Regions from separate parts of the Pan troglodytes genome. Here all the other regions are linked to region 1. Evidence: chromatin contacts called from public HiChIP or PLAC-seq data. All regions are on one chromosome and are shown on one strand. The core of a region is the stretch at or near the end of the contact, and the rest is flanking DNA. Distances in the headings are between cores, read along the strand shown.

Region 1 (4,712 bases), core at 960-3,459:
TCACAGGCTGGCCAAGTGAAGCCAGATTCAGTCCAGTACAAGGGGGTGGCCCTGAAGCCAAGGGACCTGCCTGATGCAACCTGGGAGGGGCAAAATCAGAGAAGCCTTCCTGGGGGTGGAGACCTCTAAGCTGAAATCTAAAGGGTAGTGGAGAGGAGGAGCAGGGTGCTCGCACCAGTAGAAACAGCACTGGTGGCTGCCGGCAAGGGAAGGAGGGCCCAAGTGGCTGAAGCCAGTGAGGGAGGGATGGAGTGTGAACAAGGCTGGATGCAGCTGGATCTGGAGGTCATGCTGAGTATTGGGGAGCCATGGAAGCTTTTCAGCAGGTGATGAGGTCAGTTTGTGATTTAGAGAACTCCCTCGAGTCTCTACACTTTCCCTGGATCTCCAGGTCCCTGTGCCGGATGTGGTCTGTGGAATGTGGTCCCACTGCGCACACATGCACACACACGAACACCACACACGTGCTCACCCAGGCCCGCCCAGCTGCTGAGCTTGCAGTTGGGCCACCTTTCTGCTGAGCCAGCCCTGCCTCAGCCTGAGCTCCAGAGAGGATGGGCTAGGCCAGCAGGGTGGGGGTGGGGGTCCCTTTTCAACCATACACCCTGGCAGGGCTGGGAGGGCCTCAGAAACCAAGGAGTATAATCTCCCCCCATTATACAGATGGGGACACTGAGGCCCAGAGAGAGGCAGAGACCCACCTAGAGTCACATAGCAACCACCTGAGTCAGGGGGTTCCTCACACCCCCAAAGCACCCCAGACGTTCCAGCTCCCACACCACAATGTTCCTCCCTCTCTGCCTTCCTCCCCTTGATATCCCTCTCTGATCCCCACACCTGCAGTTTCAGCCAGACAGGGCATCAGCCAAGTCTTGCCATTGCTGGTGTGGAGATTCGTGGGACAGATGGGCCACTCACCGTGGGTGGGTGGTCCATGGAGACCTGGGTGGCAGCCCACAGCCCTGCCTGCATCATGCACGTCATCCCATGCAGTTCATGCCCCGGGCTGATCTCAAACAGGCCCAGGCGAGACTGCTTGTCTCGGAGGCGCCAGAGAAGCCCCCGGCGGCTGGAGGTGACTGCTCTGCATCCAGCCTCAGGGGAGGGGGCCAGGACCTGGTGGGAGGAGGCACAGGACACAGCCTGTGGCAGCGTCACAGAGGAAAAAGATCAGGGTTCAAGTCCCACTTCCACTACTTGTGAGACTTCCCCTCATCTCTCTCTGCCTCAATTTCTTCAGCTGTAAAATAGAGATGATGCTGGTACCCAGAGGGGCCACACAGTGCCTGGCACGCAGTCAGCACCCGAATAGAGCAATGGTTATGATTATCAGTAGATACGGCGTGCACTCTGCAGTCAAACCTGGCCTTAGATGGACCGTCTCTCACCAACCTTGTGACTTTAGGTAAGTCATCTAACCTTTCTGTGCCTCATTTTTTCATCTGCAACATGAAAACTAGAACAGCTTCCTCGTGGTAGGTATGAACTCTTGTTACTTTTGAGTTTGAGCTCCTTGCACGGGAGCCCTTGATAGTAGGAGCTGTGATGCCGGTGATTCAGTCACATCTCTTCCATTCGCCTATGCTGAGCGCCTCCAGGCCAGCACGGAGGGGCCAGCACGATGCTTTTCATAGCCGCTGACCCACCAGTAGTGGGCATCCACCGCGTGCCCCGCACTGGATGAGAGCTTGACCTCCTAACAGCCCCCTGAAGGAGGAGCTTTAGCATCCTCTCCATTTTCCCAATGAGAAAGCTGAGGAAGTGTTGAGGGATATCCGCCAGGCCGCCCCTCGGGATACCTGGCGCCCCGTGTGGGGCGTGTCCTGGTCTTCGCCGGCTGCAGGGCCCCTCCCAGGCTTGGATGGGGGCGTGTCCGCGCCGCTCGCCGAGGGGAGGCCCGGCCCCTGCCCACCAACCCTTCCCTCTCCTGTCCTCTCTCGGGTCCGCACCTACCTCGCGGGGCCCCCGGCTCGGCGCAGCCATCGCCCCCGCAGCAGCTTCCCGGGCTTTGGCCGCATTCCCCGCCGCCCCGCTGCAGGAGTCAGGCCCCGCCCCTACCTCGCGGCCGACCAATAGCATGGCGCCGACTGCGGCTGCATCCAATCCACGCGGGAGGCGCTGGCGATCGCCTGCGGGTCCCGCCCCCACGGCTGCAGCATCCTTCAGACCTCGGTCCGGCTGGGGCGGGGCCGCCGGACGTTGGCTGGGGTCCCTCTAAGGGAGCACCCCCATTTTCCGCCCTCGGCGTGGGGGCTCGGGTCGCTAGGGCCGCCTGGGGAGGCGAGTAACCTAAATCCTGTGCCACCCACCCATTCCGGCGTGAAATCCCCATTGCCCGTCTTTTGGGTGAAAAAACTGAGAGATCTAGAGAAAGAAGTCACTACCTCTAGGTCACACAGCAAAGTCGGGGACATCCATTCATTGAACACATAGATATTGAACACCCACTGTGGGCCAGCAGTGCTAGGCCCTGGGGATTTAGTGGTGAGCGAGAGGGAGGGGCTCAGCTGCCTGCGTGATCTTTAAAAGCATAACTTGGATGATGTCACTCTCGTGCTTAAAGCCTCCAGTGGCTCCCATGGCAATGGAACAAAACCCAAACCCCTCACCCTGACCCCAGGCCCATCTCAAACCACTCACCCTACACTTAACCACTGAGCCGCCCGGCCCCTCCTGTTCCTTAGCCGCCAAACTCTCCCATTCAAGCCTCTGCATTTTGCTATTCCCTCTGCTTGAAACTCTTGACCCCAGACTGCTACTCGCCTCGTTCTTTCGTCACCTTGCCAGACTCCAACAGAGCGCTCCCCTCCCCAACTCCTGATCACATCACCTTTATTTTCTTTCCCACCCTAACACTGTCAGAGACTGTCTTGTTTATTGTTTATCACGTCTCCCCCTGGAGTGGGAATGCCATGAAAGCGGGGCCATGTCATTCCTGCTTCCTGGCTGAGTGCCTGGCACAAGCCTGTGCTGGATGAGTGTCTATGGGACCAAGGCGAGTAGGACGTGCAAAGGGCCTTGGTGAGTCCAGGAAGTGAAAGGCCAGAGTGGCTGGAGTGAAGAGGGGAAAGCACGCTGAGGCAGGGCCCTGTGGGGACCCAGAGAGGTAACTGTGAGTATGGGTGTGAGTGTGAGGCACCAAGGTTAGAGGGTTTTGTTTGTTTTAAGACAGAATCCCCCTCTGTGGCCCGCGCTGGAGTGCAATGGCGCAATCTCGGCTCACTGCAACCTCTGCCTCCAGGTTCAAGTGATTCTCATGCCTCAGCCTCCCAAGTAGCTGGGATTATAGGCAGGCGTCACCATGTCCAGCTAATTTTTTTTTCTTTTTTTCTGAGACAGAGTCTTGCTCTGTCACCCAGGCTGGAGTGCAGTGGCACAGTCGCAGCTAACTGCAACCTCCGCCTCCCGGGTTCAAGAGATTCCTCTGCCTCAGCCTCCTGAGTAGCTGGGGCTACAGCCGCGTGCTACCATGCTGGGCTTTTTTTTTTTTTTTTTTTTTTTTTTGAGACAGTCTCTCTCTGTCGCCAGGCTGGAGTGCAGTGGCATGATCCCAGCTCAGTTCAACCTCTGACTCCCCGGTTCAAGTAATTCTCCTGCCTCAGCTTCCCGAGTAGCTAGGATTACAGGCATTCACCACCACATCCAGCTAATTTTTGTATTTTTAGTAGAGCCGGGGTTTCACCATGTTGGCCAGGATGGTCTTGATCTCCTGACCTTGTGATCCGCCCACCTCAGCCTCCCAAAGTGCTGGGATTACAGGCATGAGCCACCACGCCCAGCCATTTTTGTATTTTTTTTTTTTTTCGAGACGGAGTCTCGCTCTGTCGCCCAGGCTGAAGTGCAGTGGCACCATCTCAGCTCACTGCAAGCTCCACCTCCTGGGTTCATGCCATTCTCCTGACTCAGCCTCCCAAGTAGCTGGGACTACAGGTGCCTACCACCACGCCTGGCTAATTATTTGTATTTTTTTTTAGTAGAGACGGAGTTTCACCGTGTTAGCCAGGATGGTCTCGATCTCCTGACCTTGTGATCCGCCTGCCTCAGCCTCCCAAAGTGCTGGGATTACAGGCGTGAGCCACCGCACCCGGCCCCATTTTTGTATTTTTAGTAGACACGGGGTTTCACCATGTTGGCCAGGCTGGTCTCCAACTCCTGACCTCAAGTGATCTGCCCACCTTGGCCTCCCAAAGTGCTGGGATTACAGGCGTGAGCCACCGTGCCTGGTCAAGGTGTGCATTTTTGAAGGGCACTGGTTGTTATGCATAGTTGGACTGGTGGGGCCAGAGTGGGCAGGAGAAGCAGTGAGGAAGCCATCTGTGACTTAGGGCAGAGGATGGTGGCTTTGCATCAGGAAGGTGGCTAGAGGCCAGGAGAAAAGGGGAGGGAGAACTGATAAAGCTCAGGGTCCTGTGGATGGGGGGATAAGGAAGAAAGCCAGGTTAGGGACATGGTACACCAGTCACTAGAGGGGGCAGGGCATGAGGGGGACAGCCAGATTTGGGAGAAGTCTGAGAATTCAGCTCATGAGAGGATGCATTTGAGTTTCCCACCATGGCATCCGATGAGGATGTCAGGTGGGCAGCTGGGCCATGTGCAGTGCATCGGGCCAGAGGTGAGCCTGGCGAGGGTGAGACGGCTTGTGACACAACCCTGAGGAGCCCAGCATCACATGGCAGAAGACGGCATGAGTGAGACATCAAATAGCAGAATGA
Region 2 (4,712 bases), core at 1,314-3,813, 200 kb before region 1:
AAGGCATCAGGGCATCATTATTGGCCCCGCTGTTCAGAAGCAGAGACAGAGGCTCAGAGAGGCGGAGCCATGCTGCCTGAGGAAACACAGCGAGGATTCTGAGAGCTGGGACTAAAGGACAAGAACTCTGTTCCTGTTTTTCCCAGGCCTGTGTCCTCCTCACCACAAAAGAGGGAAAACTTCTTGACCTGGCAGGGCTTCCACAAAGAAGTGGCGATCAAAAAGACTGAGCCCAGAATTTGCTGAGAATGTCCAAAGGGAAATCAACCAGGCGGAATGACAATGTCATCTCTGAGAGTGGCAGGGGGCACTGGGAAAGCCCAGCTAAGCCCATGGGGAATTGGATTCTGCTGGGAGCACAGGCTAAGGCTGTAGAGCTGAACCTCTGAGAAGTGGCCCCCCACTGTGCCCCCTGCAAAGCCGGGCCCCACCTGATGAAGATGAAGATGGCTTTGCGGTAATTGGTCCCGTATACCACCCAGGAGGAGCCCAGGAAAGGCCGCAGGACTTCCATCAGGCCTGGGGGCATCTTGTCCATCTCATCGAAGAGGAAGAGGGAGCGGCCACAGGCAGTGAGGTTCCCTTGGACCCAGCTCTTCAGATCCTTCTGTAGGGGAGACACAGGAGTTCCAGGGGGGCTGGAGAAACTCCCCCAACCCCAGACCTCTTCCCAAACCAAAAACTAACCTCCTTTCTAGGGAAGGATGTGGTCTTCCAGAGAGCACCAACCTCTTAGTGAGACTGATGGTGAAACTGTATCCCAGATTGGGGCAGAGACTTGCCCAAAGTCACACAGCCAGTCAGAACAGGGACTCAAACCCAAGCCTCCCACTTCCCTGTTCAGGGCTCCTTCCACAACACCTGCTGCTTTCTATAAAAGGGGAAGTCTCCTTCCTGCTCCCTGAAACTACACAGCAGTGTTGACGGCTGAAACTGATCAGCCTGGTGGGTACCCAGCAATCAACAACAGTAGTAATAAGAGCCAATATTTCCCGATGCTTCCTCTGAGCCACAAACTGGGGCTGATTTCCAGCAAGACAACAGTGCAGATTATCTGACAAACATAGGTGCTCCATAAATGATATCTGCAATGGTATAATCTCATGTCCCTCACAACAACCCTGGCATGTAGGTACTGCCAGGGTTCCTTACTGCCCCAAGGAATCAAAGTACTCCCTGCCAGGTAGAATGACACCTTCCCAAGTTCTCTGCAGGATGGGTCCTGAGGGCTGGGGCTGCAGCCGTGTGTGGCCTGGAGCAGGTGACTCCCCTGTCTGGGCTCAGGACTTACTCCCTAGGGTGGCACCCCATGGTGAGAACAGTGGTCAAGGACGCATCCAGCCTACCTTGTAGCGCTCGATGTGGCTGGGGTGGGGGAAGTGGAGGACGGGAGAAAAGTGGTGCACGCGGGGGCTGCGGAGGCCGCCCTGGAAGAGGTAGTGCGCCAGCAGGGAGCTGACATAGGATTTGCCGGTGCCGGTCCAGCCGTGCAGGGAGAGGACCAGCGGCTTGGTGGGGGCTGGGTCCCGCACAAAGGCCTTCAGCGCCTTCACCACCAGCGCCTTGGCCAGATGCTGGCCGGCCAGGTGCTGAGCCAGGTCACACTCCAGACCTAGGGCCACAGGAGGATGGTGAGGACACATCCCACCGAGGCAGAGGTTCAAGGAGAACGTCATGTCTGGAACCTGGTCTGGGACTCCTGTGTCCTTACGTTTGTCCAAGCTGCCTATGCACATGGCACGCAAACCTTGGGGTCTGTGGCGGAAAAGAGCCACCTTCGGGCCTGATTCAGCTCGGCAGCGCCCCCACCAGGCGGTCCTCCAGATTGCACTCAGCCCTAAATGCGAGCTGTCAACGGGGTCAGCCGCAGACCCCGCCCATCCCCAAGGCGCACTGCACTTCTCCTTTGACGGCCAGGCCATTCCGGGGAGGCCCAAGAACTTCCACCAAGGGTTCTGCTGGCTGAGGCCTCTCTCCAGGTTGGCAGGGCCTCCTGGACCTCAACGGGTACCCTCCACCCTCCCAAGTCTGCGGGCCCCGCCCCTCGGTCCCACCCTCTGGGTCCTCAGCTTCTCTGGCCGGCGCCAGCCGGGCTCCCAGCGCTCCCGCGTCTGCCCGCGTCCGCCCGCCCCTCGCTCCGGGCTCCCTGGCGCCTCACCCGGCAAGTCGGGCCGGAAGTCGCATTCGCAAAAGGCGCCCAAGTTGCAGCGCAGGGAAGCCAGGTCCCAGGCGGCGGCCGCGGTCGAGACCAGCCCGAGCAGCCCGAGGAGCGAGCCCCAGGGCCGGCAGCCGCGCGTCGCAGCCGCCATCCGGGTGAGGCCCGAGCTCGGTGTGGGGCAGTCAACTGCCTCGCCCGGGAACTGCAACTCCCGGCGTGCACCGCTCCGCAGCAGCCACGCCCATCGCCTACAACTCCCGACGCTCCTCTCCCCGCCTCCAAGGCCCGCCCGTCGTTCCGCAGCAGGACCAGAAGGTGGCCTCCAGGGGGAACCCGCGAACCGTCCAATCCGGGACGGCGGGCCGCGTTTCCATGGCCACGGTAACTAGGGGACCATCGTAGTGGCTGAGAAAGAATAAATAAAGGATTACGACCACAAAGGGCGACGTAACAATTACAGCAAAAACTTGTGCGGAACCTTACGCCTTGCAAAGCGCCTTTTCCATGCTCCTTTTTTCTTCTATATGACAAAAGTGCCTTCACTAACAGCTTTTGGTGAGCACTTACTCTGTGCCATTAGTGCTAAGTGCCTATATACCTTATAATATGGTAATAGTATCTGCTATCCAGAGAAATGGTGCTGTTCCAGTGAGATAAAGGCACACAAATTGTCTGGCTCAGAAAGTGATCAATAATACATGATCATCAACATTCCGTTGTGTATGAAACAGGACTGTCCCTCACCTAGCAGCAACTGTGGCCAAATGCTTGGCATCAGTCCTGGGAGATGGGTTCTGTTGTTGTCCCCATCTTAAGGAGGAATTTGGGACCGAAGAGGTTAAGCCTCTTACCCAATGTCACGCAGCTGGTAAACAATAGAACTAAACCCAAGTCTGGCTGCTACCAGAGCCGTAGTGCGTGGTTGCATGTTATCAGCCTCTCTTGGTCAAAGGATTCAGAAGGCAAAGGACTCCAGACGTTTGAGGTTCAGCGCACAGGCTCCCCAGGCCTCCAGCTTGGCCTGGATTCGTTTTGATCCACGTTGCCCACCTCCCCCACCCACTGGAGTAAGGGAACCAAGACAACAGCCTTCATGGCCCACCTCAAAGACCCTGTCCCTGCCAACCTCAACACATAGTCACACACACACACACACACACACACACACACACACACACACACACACGACTTCTGGGGCCAAATATCAGAACCTGAAAAAGAAATATTTCCGGCCAGGTGCGGTGGCTCATGCCTGTAATCCCAGCACTTTGGGAGGCCGAGGCGGGTGAATCAACATGGCGAAACCCCGTCTCTACTACAAATACGAAAATTAGCCGGGCGTGGTGGCAGGCGCCCGTAATCCTGGCTACTCTGGAGGCTAAGGCAGGAGAATCGCTTAAACCCGGGAGGCGGAGGTTGCAGTGACAAGAGTGAAACTCCGTCTCAAAAAGAAAAAGAAAGGAAAGGAAAGGAGAAAGAGAAAGAATGAAAAGAGAGAGAAAGAAGGAAGGAAGGAAGGAAGAAAGAAAGAAAGAGAAGAAGAAAAGGAAGGAGGGAAGGAAGGAAGGAGAAAGAAGAAAGAAAGAAAAAGAAAGAAAGAGAGGAAGGAAGGAAGGAAGGAGGCCGGGCGCGGTGGCTCACGCCTGTAATCCCAGCACTTTGGGAGGCTGAGGCGGGCGGATCACAAGGTCAAGAGATCAAGACCATCCTGGCCAACATGGTGAAACCCCGTCTCTATTAAAAGTACAAAAATTAGCTGGGCGTAGTGGCGCATGCCTGTAATCCCAGCTACTGGGGAGGCTGAGGCAGGAGAATCGCTTGAACCCGGGAGGCAGAGGTTGCAGTGAGCTGGGATTGTCACTGCACTCCAGCCTGGCGACAGAGCAAGACTCCATCTCAAAAAAAAAAAAAAAAAAAACAAGAAAGAAAGAGAGAGAGAAAGAAAAGGAAGGAAAGAAATAAAAGAAGAAAACGAGTAGTTCCCACTATCAAGGAGAAAAAAGGAGAGAAGTCTGGGTCCAGGAAGCCAGGTGGAGCCTTTCCCACTCTGCTGCTGCTGTGACCCGGGAAAAGTCCCTTCTCCTTTCAGGCACCAGTCTTCCAGAGGGGAGTTGGGATCATAGATTTCAAAAAGCCCTTCCACCCCAAATCCTTGGATTTTTGGTTGTGCATTTGTGGGAACTGTTGCCATGGCATCCATCCCAGGGCAGGGCAGCGGATAGGAGCACTGGGTTGGAATTAGCTATTTATCTCTCCTGCTGGTCTGTGAGCTTCCAGAAAGCAAGGATTGGGTTTTCATACTTGCTGTAACCCTGGCTCCTGGCACAATCTGGACTGTCCCAGGTGCTAAAGAAGTATTTGTTGTTGAGTCCTAATTAGGGAAAATGAGTCATGCTGATGGGACCAGGGGAAAGCAAAAAGAGAAAGCAGATAAGCTTGAAGTCTGCCTTTTTTTTTTTTTTTTTTTTTTTTTTTTTGAGACAGAGTCTCGCTCTGTCACCCAGGTTGGAGTGCAGTGGCGCGATCTTGGCTCACTGCAAGCTCCACCTCCCAG
Region 3 (4,712 bases), core at 1,642-4,141, 150 kb before region 1:
GATTTTAGAGGGTTGTGGGTATCACAGGCTGTTCTCTGTCCTGTACCCCTGCTATCCAGTTGACCCACTGTCTCTTCAGATGCACCAGCAGCCAAGAGCAGCCCATTCCATGAACCCATCTTCTCCTTCCCTCCTATGCTTCCCGTCTGTCTCTGCTCAGAGGAAAACAGGGGATCCAGGCTGGGGTCAGACAGCTGTCCAACGCCTCCCTTTCCTGTGCTGCCCTCACCTTCTCTGTTAAATGGCAGCAGGACCAGCGGCTCTCTTGGGGCAGACATCTACCAAGGAGTGGCCACATGCCCAGCCTTGCCAGCTTAGCCGACCCCTGGGACGCAGGAAACGTTTCCAGTCAGTGAGAAATCACTCATTTCTTCTTATTTCTGCCTGGGTTTTGCCAGCTTGGTGATCTGGGGCCCCGGACCTGGGCAGCCTGGGTAGCTTTCTGACAGGCTTCCGGCCTTTCCTGCCTCTCTTGCCTGCCTGCATCCCACAGTGGGGACTGAGGCCCTGAGGCCCCAAGGGGAAGTGGCGGGCGGATGCTGGGGTTCAGACCAGGGATGGCAGGGTGTAGGTGACAACTCCACCGGAACTTCTGCTAGGGCCTTTGCCCACAGGATGTGACTTAGGGAGGGCTCAGGGGAAACGGCAGGCCCTGGCTTGAGATGTAGTCGGATAATGGAGGCCACACAAGCCCACCGCAGATCCCCGCCCACCGCACTACTGCTCAGACCCCAGCAATGCCGTGGCTCCACCCCTAGGCCAGATGGGCAGGGCCCTGAGATGGGGAAGTGCTGGGGTTTGTGCCAGACTGACCTGGTTCAAATACCAGTATGGTCACTGACCAGCTGTTTGACCCAGGCCAAGTGATGTCACCTCGGGATCCTGATGTGTACAATGGAGGTGACAACAGTACCCATGTGGTTGAGTGGCAACCGAGATAATTCCCATAAAGTGCCAAGTGTAGGGCTTGGACCATTTATTTTCCGTCAATAAGTTGTCATTACTAAAATTTTTATGGTCTCACTCCTTATCCTCCCCACCTCCAATTTAGCGAACAGCCTCCTGCTTCTAATAGTGTAACCCATGAAGCCGACCCTACATCACTAACTGCCTAAACCCCTCTCTTGCTCCACGTTACTCTCAGGAGAGGGCTCCTTCCTCCTCAGCCTGACCTTCCAGTCCCTCCCTGGTAGTGCCCTTCCCCAGAACAAGACCTCTTGTGACATCAAGGTCACCAAAGCCATTCCTGCCTCCTCCTAGGAGGCTTTGAGGCTAAGCAGTGTGGGGTGAGAGCTGGGAGCCACCCCGAGGGCTTTTTTTTGAGACGGAGTCTCACTCTGTCACCAGGCTGGAGTGCAGTGGCAAGACCTCGGCTCACTGCAACCTCCACCTCCTGGGTTCAAGCAATTCTCCTGCCTCAGCCTCCCGAGTAGCTGGGACTACAGGCGCCCAATACCACGCCTGGCTAATTTTTGTCTTTTTAGTAGAGACGGGGTTTCAACATATTGGCCAGGCTGGCTCCAACTCCTGACCTTGTGATCCGCCTGCCTTGGTCTCCCAAAGTGCTGGGATTACAGGCGTGAGCCACCGCGCCCACTCCAATGGCTTCTTGCAGGAAGAGAGGGTACCGAGAGTCTGGGGGAGTGTAAGATCAGGGGAGCACCGCCCTGAACGCAGAAAGGCTTGGGGAAACAGTAGAGAGATTTGCATGGCCACAGCTTGAGGGGTGGGGTGTGAACTGGAAAGAGCCTCCAATGTCACATTCAGGTTCTTCGGGGACAGAGAGGCCAGACTGGGGGGCTAGGTCTCAGGATCCACCTGCAGAGGGCTGGAGAGGAGGGGGCAGATTGAAGCGGGGCAGAGGAGGCAGAAAAGACGGCTTTGCTGGAGGCTGTCCTTGGGCAGAGCTGGAGGGGGAATCTGGGGGCCGCTGGTGCCAGGAAGATGCGAGGGAAGGGATGGGCGCGATGGGGGAGGGAGATGTGGGGGTGAACGGTGAGCTGGCGCCTGCATAAGGACAGCAGGCCTCCCCACTGCTATCCTCCTGGCCCAACAGCGAATAGCGTGAGTCAAGAGAATCCCCTCACTCAGACACCCAGGTTCGGGTCCCAACTTTGTCGCCGTGTGACCTTGGGCAAATGACCTCACCTCTGAGCCTCAACGTCCTCTTCTGCAAAATGGGTTAGTGATCCTGATATGGGGCTGTTGATTCAGGATTCGGCGGGAACGCCCAGCACTTCCTGAGTACACAAGAGTGCTGAGAAAATGGTAGCTGTTTTTTGCGATTACTGACTCGGGGCCCGACCAGCTCTGGCACGACTCAGCGGAGGTGGGAGCCCTGCGGGTCCCATCCCTGCCTCCCGGAGAGCCAGGCCCCAGCGATAGAAGGCCCGGGCGTTGCTTGCTCGTCGCCGCTAGTGCCGCCGCGCCCCCTGGCGGCCGTCGGTTGCCATGTCAACGGAGAGTGGCGGGGACCGGGGGAGGCGGAGGCGGGGGCCGTTCTCTCCTCCCAGGGCCGGAGGACGCTCCCTCCGCGCCTCCCGCCTTCGCCTCTGTGGGGGCACTCCGAGCCGGGGAGGAAGGGGCTTTCCGCTGCAGCCGACATGTGGGGGTAAACTGAGGCACGCGGCAGGGCGCCCGCAGCCAGGTGCCAAGCGCGGGGCCCCACCTCCGAAGGCGGAGGAGGGGCCGCGGGCGGTGACGCGCCGAGGGCGGCCGGCGGACAGCGAGCGAGCGGGCGGGCGGGCGGGCGGTGGCGGCGGCGGCAGGTGCGGCCGTGGAGGGTGGGAGGGAGGAGGGCGGGGGCGGGCGGAGGAGGAGGGGAGGGCGAGGCCGGGCACCTCCCCCTTTATAACGCGCCCCCTCCTGGGCTCTCGGGCCGTCTCCTAGTCGGCTCTTCCCGTCTCGCCCCCTCGCCCGGCCGCCCCGGGCCCGGGTCCGACCAGGGAGCTCCCAGGCCGCGGCTCGGGGGCTGCCCCCCCGCCCGCCGCCCCGCGCAGCCCGGCGGAGGCGGCGCCGTCGGAGGAGGAGGAGCAGGGCACTGCGGCTGGCCCCGGATCGGGCGCCAGAGCGGCAGCAGCTTCGGCAGCAGCGGCGGCCCGGGCCCATGCAGCGGGACGCGCCACCCCGAGCCCCAGCTCCGGCGCCCCGGCTCCCCGCGCCCCCGATCGGGGCCGCCGCTAGTAGTGGCGGCGGCGGAGGCGGGGGCAGCGGCGGCGGCGGCGGCGGAGGCGCCTCTGCAGCTCCGGCTCCCCCTGGCCTCTCGGGAACTACAAGTCCCAGGGGGCCTGGCGGCGGGCGGCGGGCGGAAGAGGCGGGGTCGGCGCCGCGAGGCCGGAAGTGGCCGTGGAGGCGGAAGTGGCGCGGCCGCGGAGGGGCCTGGAGTGCGGCGGCGGCGGGACCCGGAGCAGGAGCGGCGGCAGCAGCGACTGGGGGCGGCGGCGGCGCGTTGGAGGCGGCCATGGCAAAGCAGTACGACTCGGTGGAGTGCCCTTTTTGTGATGAAGTTTCCAAATACGAGAAGCTCGCCAAGATCGGCCAAGGCACCTTCGGGTAAGGCTGGGCCCCTCGGGGCCGGGAGCCCTGGGCCTGCACCCCTAGGGCCGACGTCGGGATGCCCGGGCCCCCCCCCGAGTTGGTAGAGAAGTCGTCTGTCCCCGGGCTTGCCTGCTGGTCTCTAGGCCGCGCCGCACCCCGCCCTGGCCTGACGGAGCCGGCTGGTGGGGAGGAGCCTGAGGCCCGTGGTGGGGGCGGGGAGGGGCTGCAGAGAGGCGCCCGTGAGGGGAGCGGGATCTCTCCAAGGGACGCCCAAGTGAGGAGAAGGGACTGAGGGAAGGAAGCAGAGGCTCCGAACGAGACAGGGTGCCGGGTGGCGGGGTAGCCGCGTGCCCTGGGTACCTAGCCCAGCCCCGCCCAGGAATCTCTTTGCTGCTGCCCCTCCTCCTGTAGTGGGGGAGGGGCGGGCCCTGCGGAAATGGCCTGATGAGTTCTCGGGTCTCCCTTTCCGCCTGCAGGGAGGTGTTTAAGGCCAGGCACCGCAAGACCGGCCAGAAGGTGGCTCTGAAGAAGGTGCTGATGGAAAACGAGAAGGAGGGGGTGAGTACGGATCGGGCGTGCGGGCCGGCCGGCTAACTGCCCGGGACCCCGGGTCGGTTTTCCACCCTGCTGCTTCTGGGAGTCTCAGGTTGAGATTTAATTTTTTTGTAGTAGTTCAGAAATTTCCAGGGAATGTGGCTTCCACCCTAAAACTAAATGTTTCATTCTTAGGCAGTTATGGGTGAGGCCAGGAGGGGGAGTTGATGCGTGCATCGTGTGCACTTTATCTCACGAAGTTAGGAAGCCTTTAAACACCTTTTTTTAGTGTTAAATTTCGCTTAATGTAAAGGAAAGATTATATATGCATGCTTTTTGAAAGGTGTCTGATACTCAACTATTTAACGTATTTAAAAGGAGCGGTCCCTTCTCCACCCCATCTTAGCTCTAGTACAACTTCCCATAAACCTTCTTTTGCCTAATGTGCTTTAGCAAGGACATTTTTAAATCATCATGTTTGTTGCCAACGAAACAGCCATAGAGCTGAAATTTGAAGACTGAAACTGCCGAGCATTTAGTGGCTAATAGCAAAGTATTGCTGTTTCAGTTTGTTGTCTCAAACCATCACCTTGAAGTGTGCATGCTACTAATGTCCATTTTATAGACAAGGCTTCTGAGAC

The links. HiChIP or PLAC-seq counts read pairs in DNA pulled down with a chosen protein or histone mark.
Region 2: a contact with region 1 is called in an H3K4me3 HiChIP or PLAC-seq map of stem cell-derived excitatory neurons, with 4 times the contacts expected there. The contact joins the promoter of TOR2A here to the promoter of PIP5KL1 in region 1. A contact is called at or near these places in 2 of 7 Hi-C or Micro-C datasets (blood and stem cell-derived neural progenitor cells) and 1 of 1 datasets of contacts at active chromatin or transcription factors (stem cell-derived excitatory neurons).
Region 3: a contact with region 1 is called in an H3K4me3 HiChIP or PLAC-seq map of stem cell-derived excitatory neurons, with 2.9 times the contacts expected there. The contact joins the promoter of CDK9 here to the promoter of PIP5KL1 in region 1. A contact is called at or near these places in 2 of 7 Hi-C or Micro-C datasets (induced pluripotent stem cells and stem cell-derived neural progenitor cells) and 1 of 1 datasets of contacts at active chromatin or transcription factors (stem cell-derived excitatory neurons).

The regions. Positions count from the first base shown.
Region 1 is chr11:10,522,473-10,527,184 of NHGRI_mPanTro3-v2.0_pri, reverse strand. PIP5KL1 (phosphatidylinositol-4-phosphate 5-kinase like 1) reads right to left here and starts at 2,209. Exons shown (of 10, transcript XM_520281.8): 1 at 1,954-2,209; 2 at 919-1,116. The coding sequence starts at 2,079.
Region 2 is chr11:10,718,384-10,723,095 of NHGRI_mPanTro3-v2.0_pri, reverse strand. It overlaps TOR2A (torsin family 2 member A), which reads right to left and starts at 2,563. Exons shown (of 5, transcript XM_520274.7): 1 at 2,159-2,563; 2 at 1,347-1,612; 3 at 432-607. The coding sequence starts at 2,309. It overlaps SH2D3C (SH2 domain containing 3C), which reads right to left. Exons shown (of 12, transcript XM_016961717.4): 12 at 2,474-2,563. The coding sequence ends at 2,544.
Region 3 is chr11:10,668,620-10,673,331 of NHGRI_mPanTro3-v2.0_pri, reverse strand. It overlaps CDK9 (cyclin dependent kinase 9), which reads left to right and starts at 2,891. Exons shown (of 7, transcript XM_520277.9): 1 at 2,891-3,552; 2 at 4,014-4,095. The coding sequence starts at 3,107.